Linked DNA regions of Zea mays: all the other regions are linked to region 3. Evidence: chromatin contacts called from public Hi-C data. All regions are on one chromosome and are shown on one strand. The core of a region is the stretch at or near the end of the contact, and the rest is flanking DNA. Distances in the headings are between cores, read along the strand shown.

Region 1 (3,199 bases), core at 194-2,693, 460 kb before region 3:
TAGATGATTCTGCAAATTCCTTGAGACATCCATCTGAGACCTTGCTGCACCTCTTGAGGTTAACAAGCCTCAAACTTGGGCTGAACTTGGCGACAGATGCAAGAGCAAGATCCGTGAGTCCCGGGCAGGAGACAACAGTCATTCGCCTGAGCTTCTGCAGGCCCAGGGCATTGGCCATCACCCAGAATCCCCTCTCACCGACAGCAGGGAGGCGAGAAAGGGTCAGGTCTTTGATTGACTTCCCGTAGTACCCGATCACAGCAAGGGAAGCATCAGTAATGTTCAAACCCTGAAGCCGGACCTTTGTCAACGAAGAGGCGGTCGCAGAGCAGACGAGGCCAGACACACCCTGGTCATCGACGAGTGCGCAATTCTTGATGCTAACCGCCTGTAGCTTGGCGCAGAAACGACCTACAGCCTTGAGACCCTCGTTGGCCACACCGGAGCATCCCTCGATGGTGAGCGACTTCAGTTCCGGGCAACCCTGAGCAACCGCGGCGAGGCCCTTGTCCGTGATCATAGGGCAGCCAGAGATGTCAAGCCGCTCCAGCGAGTGGCACTCGGCCGCGACCTCGGCGAGCCCGGCGTCCGTCACCTGCGGGACATCCCACAGGGTAAGGGAGCGGAGCTCTGGGCAGCCGCGGGCGAGGGCGGAGATGCCGGCGTCGGTGACGCCACGCGCGGGGTGGCTCCCGCGGACGGAGACGGCAGCCAGACGGCCGGCGACGGCCGCCGCCGTGAGGCGCGCGTCCGTGGCCTCCATGCCCTCGAGGGTCCTCTCGCGGGCGTCGCCGTCCAGGTCCATCAGATCGGCCTCGTCGTCCTCGCTGAGGTACTCCTGGTTGAGGTCCGGCACGGCGGGGGCGGCCGGGGCCAGCACGGCCTCAGAGGCGCGGATGCCGGCGAGGAGCGCGAGCCAGCGGCGGGAGACGCAGGCCGACGCGCAGCGCGCGCGGGTGCCCTGCACGCGGCGCAGGACCTCGAAGAGGCACTCGTCCGGCAGCGCGTCCAGGGGCATCTCATCCCCGCGCTTCTGCCTCTTGGGCGCCGCCGTCACGGGCTCCGCGGCCGCCGTCGCGAACACGCGCTTCCGCGACCGGACGCCGGAGAGAACCGCATCGCCTAATCGAAGAAACGAGGGGTAAGAACACACGAAAAGGGAATCCAATCCCCAAAGCGGCAACTGCAAATCATCAACCCCTTAGCCAAAAGCAAAGGCCTTTACCTCTGTATCCCTGGAACGGAGACATGTCGAGCCGCAAAAGACCAAGAACGCCGTCGATGAAGCCGAAGCTTGCTCCCAGAACGCCGGAAAAATCGAAACGAAGAAGGGCGGATTTAGAAGACGGACGCCGAACCCTATCGCTTACCGCGACAGGGAAAAAATGGCGGATGAGCCGGAACGGACGGGTTAGGGGCAGAGGAGAGGAGGTGGTGGTGGGGTGGGGAAGGAGTGCCCGGTGGCGCCGGCGTTTTATGTGGTGGCGAACCCGGGAGGCAAGTTGCCCAAGTTGGCGCAATTCGTACCCCTTCCCTTCTGGATCTGCTGGGTTCATTGAATCTTACCTCTCCGTCTCACTGTCTGAGGTAGAGGAGATGCACTGTACTGATGCAAATCAGGCTACTGCTTCACGTAATACAGCAAATGAAAAGACCTAACTGCAGTTTGGGTCTAAGCTTTTCATACATTCTCTTTTAGGTGTATGAACCCTTAAAGTGCTTCAAATTCATTTGAAATGAACTTGTTGACGCTTTTTTGGAGCGCCAATCACTCAAGAAGAACCGGCGGCGGTGCCCTCTGCACAGGGGCGGACGGTCCGCGCGCAGGGGCCGGACGGTCCGCGGCCTGGTGCGAGACGGCGACGCTCTCTGGTCGGACGCGGACGGTCCGCGGCACAGGGCCGGACGGTCCGCGACCTGGTGCAGGAGCTCGGGTTCCCTGCCTGACGGCCGGACGGTCCGCGCCCTAGGGCCGGACGGTCCGCGCGTGCGCAGGGGCGACGGTAGATCGCCGACGGCGCCTGGATCTCGCTCCCGGGAGGGACCCCGTCGGGGAGGAGAGATCCTAGGAGTTGTCTAGGCTCGGGCAGGCCGACCTAGACTCCTCTAATCGACGTAGAGTCGAGGAGAGGCGGAGAATTTGGGGATTGGAATACTAAACTAGGGCTAAACTAGAACTAGACTAGAACTACTCCTAATGCATAAGGTAAAAATGAGTAATAGACTTGATTTGTTCGATTGTTGGGGGTTCAATCGGCCGTAGCCCTTCATCTATATAAAGGGGGAGGTCTGGATCCGTTTCCAACTGTTTCCCGAGTTAATCCTGCGGTTTTAGGTAACAAATCCCGCGAGAAACTAGGAACCCTAACTGACTCTGCGCGCGCGCGGACCGTCCGCGCCACCACCGCGGACTGTCCGGACCGCGGACCGTCCGGCCTCAGCGCCGGACTGTCCGCGCTGCTCAATTTGACTTCCAACATATGCCCCCCTGCCTTTTGGTGAAGGTTGATGAACCAAAAGCATATGAACTAAGCCTGATGTAAGTCACCGGCTTTTCAATATGGAGCTCATTCAATAAAGCACCAATGTATAAAGGCCGTTTCAGATTGTATCTTTCTCGGCCATGACCGTTTGATCAATGGATCAATAGGAATAGAATGGAGGTGCCCCCCAGCCTGGATAGACAAAGGGACTATACATATACCATGGATTCATCATCGTACCATTCCTTGTTTGAACAGGATAATATACCGACGATGAGTAAACGGGTGGAAAGTACCCTGGTCTCATAGGATGAACAGACGATGCTTGTCGCGTCGCCTTTTGGGCCATTTTGTTCGGCCGTTTCGTTTTAGTAGGTGACCGGGGTTTCTTTGTTGACCGATCACGTGGAATGGTCTTTTTGCTAGCATTTTTGGAGAGCAACTGATCAACAGTAGAGTCAGCTTTGATCAGTCGACCATTTGTGCTTCGCCGTTGTGTCTCCTTCCCTTTTAAGGTTTTGTGTGGAGGCTGACGCCTTTGGGCATAGGAGGACTGTCCGGCAGAGTTAGCCGAACCGTCTATCTGAACACCGGACCGTCCGCTCGTAGGTGCCAGATCGTCCGTGATGCTCAGGACAGGCTGTCGTGCTTGACTCATTAATTGTGCCTGCCCCCCGGTGCCTCCGGACTTTTTAGCCTTATTGTCCAAAGCCTTT
Region 2 (3,041 bases), core at 105-2,604, 320 kb before region 3:
CGATGATGATAGCGTGGCGGATGGATTGCTCACTCAGCTAATACGGTTGCATTGCATATATCCCTGGCTCTGGCCGGCTAGCTGCTGCTGCCCCCATCAATAAATGAGGTCGCCAACGCCAAGCGCGTAGGAGTACGTACGTACGTACGTAGGTGGGGGGAGTAGTTAATTAGCCAGCCAGCGAGCGAGGGTGGGTATCAGTGCCACCCGCCACACACACTTCACCGACAGCGCATCCCACAAGTGACGAGCCCAACCTCCCTCCTCCGTCTGCTAGTCTGCTGGAGTACTACAACGAGTCTTCTCGTGCAGTGCAGTCTAGGTAGGGCTGGCCAAAAAAAACCCGTAACCCGAACTCGAAATATCTAAAATCGAACCCAAAATACCTAAAACCGAACCTGAAATACCCGAAACCCGAATTTTGTTCGGGATTTCGGGTAGCAACTTGCAAAACCCGAATTTATTTCGGGTAATTCGGGTATCACAATCGGGTACCCGAAATACCCGAACTTTCATGTATCATGTACTCATGTCATGCTTAATTATTAATTTGTATATTTATAATTATGTGTAAGTGTGCATAACTTGTGATTGTAGATTGCTTGTGTTTTATATGTCCATGTATATCATTATTCAAACTATATTTTTATACTAATTTAATAGGGTGTATGTGTTTTTATGAAGCCGACACAATAGTTCGGGTAGTTCGGGAATACCCGAACCCAAACTCGAAATTTTGGGTACCCGAATTTTCGGGTATTGCAAAACCCGTTGTAATTTCGGGTGTCGATTCCCAAAACCCGAATTACCCGACCCGAATTTTTTAGGTAACCCGAACGCCCACCCTTAAGTCTATGCTCTGGATCAGTTTCAGATCCTTAAAAACCAGCTTTTTTTTGTTTTACATTTCCAGTACTCACTAGTTCCTAAAATAAATCTGGATTCTGACAGGGAGGTGCCTCGGTTTCTAAAGAGTCTAGCTTCATACGTATCCATTGCTCTCCCCTCTGGCGTCATTTATTATATATATTCTTTTGGATCATATAAAAATATACTACTCGCAAAGGCTGGATGTCGATCGCTTACTAATATGCCAACAAAAAACCGGCGCAACAAACTGCCAAAAAATGGCACCTTCCTTTAGATACCACCACTAAGTTTTGAAGTGACAAAAAAAAACAGATTGTTGAAAAGTGACGGATGCATACAACAGGCCGGGCCCTTTAATTAGTCGTACGTACTACCATCATCTGTCACTCCCATGCTTCGGGGTCCTGATGACCTCCTGTATATATGTTACTGCTACTACCGGCCCCACGTACCAGCGGCAGCCGCCATGGATTACTACTTATGGTGGGGGGTAGTCACGTCACACACACGGGGAGGCACCTAGAGCAGTAGAGCTAGCAGCACTGACTCAAAATCAAAAGTGTGTTCCTGTACTCCTTCCTAGCTACTCTGAATGCGGCATTGCAGTGAGAGCACCCTAATCTAATCTTACTACTGGCTTTCCCTCGTACTCCGTACACTGCGGGTGTAGCTTTTATTTTATATTATATTCACCGGAACGGCGCAGGGAAGCAGGCATCATCTACACATACACACACACACCCCAGTCCTGGCTGATCCGGAGGCATTCACTCACTCACTGCTGCTGCTCACAGTGCTCGCGTCCGGCTCGCACCGCTCTGCAGACGACTGCCTCCTCTGTCCTTCCTTCCTTCCTTCCCTTGCCAGTGGCAGGCAGAGGATCTGCAGTGCCTGCCGTCCAGCGCCAGCCCGACCGACCCCTCCTGCCGCACAGCACAGAGGGAGGGGGGAAACGCAGGATCATCAGCTAGCATGGTGCAGCAGTCAAAGAAGAAGAAGTTCCGCGGCGTCAGGCAGCGCCACTGGGGCTCCTGGGTCTCCGAGATCAGGCACCCGCTGCTGTAAGAACCAACCGAACCGACACACACCTGCAGTGTTCTTGTGCCGTTCATTCTCTCTCTTTCGCCATGCATGTGTTCTTCTGATGACGACGGCCGAATTCAACGTGTGCACGCGTTCTTGTGCGTACGCAGCAAGAGGAGGGTGTGGCTGGGCACCTTCGATACCGCGGAGGAGGCGGCGCGGGCGTACGACGAGGCCGCCGTCCTCATGAGCGGCCGCAACGCCAAGACCAACTTCCCCGTAGTGCCCTGCGGCAGGACGCGCGGCGGCGGCGGCGGCGCCTCGTCCGGCAACAACACCAACGCCAGCGCCAGCGCCAGCGCCAGCACCAGCACCAGCAGCCTGTCGCAGTCGCAGGTCCTCAGCGCCAAGCTCCGCAGGTGCTGCAAGGCGCCGTCGCCGTCGCTCACCTGCCTCCGCCTCGACCCGGAGAGGTCCCACATCGGCGTCTGGCACAAGGGCGCCGGCGCGCGCGCCGACTCCAGCTGGGTCATGACCGTCCAGCTCAGCGACAAGGACGCCGCGCCGGCGCCCAGCGCCACGTCGTCCACGGCCACGACGGCGACGGCTGCCTCGCCTCCTCCGGTGGTGGTGGTGGACGACGAGGAGAGGATCGCGCTGCAGATGATCGAGGAGCTGCTGGGCGGCGGCGGCGGCGGCGGCCCGGTCTCGCACCCGCATGGGAATGGTGGGATGCTCCAGATCGCGGCAGCAGGCGGCGGCCTCGTCATCTGAAGACCGGCCGGACAACAACGGAAATTGCATTGCATGCATGCATGGTTCGTTCAGCAAGCTACAATTAAGTTTGATCGGCCGGATCAAGTATTTGGTACACACAAGAGTCGTCGAAAGTAGTGTGGTTGGTGCAGAAAGCAGTTGAGATTGCATCATACATATGTATCTCTATTACTAGCTAGCTAGCTACATCAGTCAAGCTTATTAGGAGAGAGAGACCATATAGTAAGTAATTAATCTTAATCACTTCATTCCCTGTGAAGCTCTGTATCTATATATTAAAAGGCTTACTTGTATGTATATAAGCATGCAGCCCTTTGTTATACATGTATCAATAATATCAGGCTATATATAATTATATATCAATATCAGCG
Region 3 (3,390 bases), core at 97-2,596:
CCTCTGTTCATGGCTCATGATCATCATGGACAACGGCCTCCATTAACGCAATACGCAGTGCGGCCACTCGTCAGTCGTCGCGCCCAACCAAACCATGACCTGCACCCCCCCTCCCCCTTCCTTTTTCAAGAATACAGTATTAGTTTATTATTAATTGATGAAAAGAGGTTATCCTTCTTGTATACGTGCTGGTTGTTTAGATTGTGTTTGCATTGCTTTGTTGGGTCATCTTTCCGGCACGCAAGGAATATGAAAGCTAGGTAAACAAGCAAAGCGATCAGCTAATTTTGAGAGACAGCGGCTTAAACGTGACTGCCAAGCCATCATCAACGCTGCCGCAGGATGACGGAGAAAGTATGCTTGGGGCGGTCGTCTGGGGCAGACGAACAACTTGCCACAGCTTCATGCCCACGAAAACTAGAGAAGAAAACACATTTTGATTAGCTGGTGCACACTAACCCGACGTTGTGAGTTTCTATTTCAATCCGTGGGATGGCTCGCACACGATCTGAAATTTAGTTCGTTCTTTATTTTACGCAAAAATGATTAAAATATAATAATAGTTATTTTCGATAACTAACTTGGCTAATTGTTCATGTAATATTTTGTTGCAACTCAACGCGAGAATACATAAAACCATAGATATAACTTAATTATTGTTGATACTTATTGTTTTTACTGCATCTAGTCCAAACCCAACCTATTGCCATCCTATACTCCCCTGTACTTTTTGGACGTGACAAATAAATCCTTCGACCTTTGGTAGATATCGAATTTGACCCGGTCTATAGTAGCAAGCAAAAAAAAAACCCACTGCTTCGGTACAATGGTATAAACTCCCTTGAAACATATAACAAAATATGCACATCCAAAATGAAAGGTCGTTTTCTAGAAATTTATATGGAAACGGCATATTCGATATGCATATATATACACTAGAGGACAAAATCATACAGTATAATATTTTGAAAACTTCTATGAATTATAGTATGTTTTAAGCGTTTCTCACGACTGCAGAGAATGGATGGCTCGTACACAAATGCGTCGATGTCTAGAACAGCGTTTAATTGTTTTACATTTTTCACTTGGAAAAACGAAAAACCCTTGGAAAAATAAGGTTCACAAACTAGCTCTAAGATGGTTCAAAAAAACCATGCTACGCTCCGGAGAAAATGTAACCCAAAAAAACGAGACGACAAACCAAAACCATGGGAACAAGATAGCCACCGATAACCTCGTCCTGGGATCTCAGCCGTCAAACGCCAGACCGACGGTCGACAAGCGACGGGCTGGCCGAGGCCCAAACAAGGATATCTAAGGCCAATGGCAGTGATGAGACTCGCCTCGAACCCAGAACGCGACGCGACGCGACGCAGGCCCACCCCTGTGACCCTGTCCTGCAGAAATATTCATTATCTTATATTCAAATAAATAAAATAAAAACCGACTGAATTTGCTTATTTCCGGCTCTTGTTGAAACCGCCACCCGATTCCTCCGCTCGCCAAATCCTCGCCGTGCCCTCGTAGCAATTCCTTGCGTCGGCGCATCATCGCGGCCTCCTCTCCCTCTCTCTCTCTATCTCTCTCAATCTCTCCGTTGGCAAATCGTTGAATCGACGTGCTTGGCCCCGGCCGCTCTGAGCCCGCCGCCAGCCTCCTCGTCTGAAGAAGAACGACAGCCGTCGGGCTCCGGTGGTCCCGCCGAAGAACGGCAGGTAGCCAGCCGCGCTCATCACGCCGGCGACTCGATTGGCATTGTATTGGCCTTTCCGTTTGTTGGTAAGGGACCCTAACTTCGCTTGATGTTTTTTTTCTTTTCTTTTTCCTCGGAGACTTATTTGTTCGGTAGATCGATCTCTTTACTCTCTTCTATGATCACAGTCAGATCGAAAAGAAGAGGAAAGAATCGGGAAGCCCGCCCCCCTGGTGGATATGCGAGGCCATGTTTTTCATGTCACACCCCCGACCGATTCGCCTCGATTTCGTTCTTCTGTTCTTCTGCGCCGCAATGGCTCCTTCGCTCGTTCATATCTGTTATTCTGTTGTGAATACTCGGTTTGAGTCAATGATGCGATTTCTTTCATTCAAAATCTTCTGGGTGCTCCTGTGTTATTCTGATTTATTCGCTCTGTTTCGACGCCAGTTAATCTATCGTGTCGGCTGTTGACAATATCTTTGGTTTCTTGTCCGCGACAGAGTTCTCGAAGCAAAACGACCTGATGAGATTCCTCAAGGGGAGCAAGGTGGAGGTATTGCAGGAGGCAGATGTGCCGTTTGGTTCTTGGAGGCCTGGTGAGATCGTCTCCGGCAATGGACACGCCTACTTTGTGAGATATGATGAAAGTCCCGTTGACTCCAGCGTGGCTGTTGAAAGGGTGCCAAGAAGGTTGATGAGGCCTCGCCCTCCTGCGGATGATCCTGTACGCTGGAGTTTGGGTAGTATCATTGAGGCCTTTGACAGCTACTCGTGGAAGGTTGCCGAGGTGGTGAGAGTGCTTGGAAAGAATCAATATCTAGTCAGGCTCCTTGGGTCCTCGCTGGAGTTGAGTGCACATGCATCGGTTCTTCGAATGAGGAAGCTTTGGCTAGATGACATATGGATTGTGACTCAGAAGGTAATGCTCTGTTCCTTCCATTCTCAAATTAGATTAGATTTATATATGACATAAGGTGATCAATAGAAATATGTTTTTACTTGTTTATTACATTAGCTCAATCAAGCAGTTAACATGGTCTAACTGTTGTATTTTTAATAAAATATATTACCATAATTTTGAGGTCCTTTGATGTTCACCCGTGAGCAGTTAGATTTTGTTGCAAGTATTAATGGGAATGCCCTAGATCCTAATGAGACTTGTCTTTCTACCATTTTCAGTATTCTGCAAGATGCTTGGATGGTGGTGCATTCCGAGGTCAATCAAAAGATAAAAATTTAGACCATAACTTCAGAATGGACAGTCGTCAACTTGAGAACCAGAATGCCTTTGAGGGTGATACATCTAGAGGCATCAAGAGAAAATCGTCTGCTATATCAACACATCCTCAATGCAGTGAAATCACTAAGAGATTGCGGACACCAAATAGAGATGGAAGGTACTCAAAGCTGGTTGATAGAAGTTTTTCCCCTTTGGCTGAAAAGGTAGATGATGTTGATTCCCCATGCATTATTCTACGCGGGAAATGCATCCATGCTGGTCATAAATGGCATACTGGAACAACTGAAGAATTTAGTGATACAGAGAGTATATCATCTTCTGTTGGCAGTTCTAGTCCTAACAGTACCCCTCATAGATCACAACATTATAATTTGGTCTACCAAAGTGGAGATAGCTGTAGTAGAACTGATGATGATGAAGCTTCTACATCTGAAAGAGAAACATCAGAACATGA

Evidence for each region. Hi-C and Micro-C count contacts between places; a contact is called where the count stands out from the background.
Region 1: a contact with region 3 is called in a Hi-C map of tassel, with 2.5 times the contacts expected there. The contact joins the promoter of LOC100281166 here to the promoter of LOC103629786 in region 3. A contact is called at or near these places in 2 of 25 Hi-C or Micro-C datasets (leaf and tassel).
Region 2: a Hi-C map of tassel shows a contact between it and region 3, with 2.2 times the contacts expected there. The contact joins the promoter of LOC103629778 here to the promoter of LOC103629786 in region 3. A contact is called at or near these places in 3 of 25 Hi-C or Micro-C datasets (endosperm, leaf and tassel).

Annotation. Positions count from the first base shown.
Region 1 is chr6:112,530,282-112,533,480 of Zm-B73-REFERENCE-NAM-5.0, forward strand. It overlaps LOC100281166, which reads right to left and starts at 1,444. Exons shown (of 2, transcript NM_001154085.1): 1 at 1,226-1,444; 2 at 1-1,122. The coding sequence starts at 1,250.
Region 2 is chr6:112,664,872-112,667,912 of Zm-B73-REFERENCE-NAM-5.0, forward strand. LOC103629778 (ethylene-responsive transcription factor WIN1) reads left to right here and starts at 1,355. Exons shown (of 2, transcript XM_008650884.3): 1 at 1,355-1,931; 2 at 2,064-3,041. The coding sequence starts at 1,843. The coding sequence ends at 2,667.
Region 3 is chr6:112,989,337-112,992,726 of Zm-B73-REFERENCE-NAM-5.0, forward strand. LOC103629786 (Plant Tudor-like RNA-binding protein) reads left to right here and starts at 1,347. Exons shown (of 6, transcript XM_035960118.1): 1 at 1,347-1,779; 2 at 2,197-2,615; 3 at 2,876-3,390. The coding sequence starts at 2,220.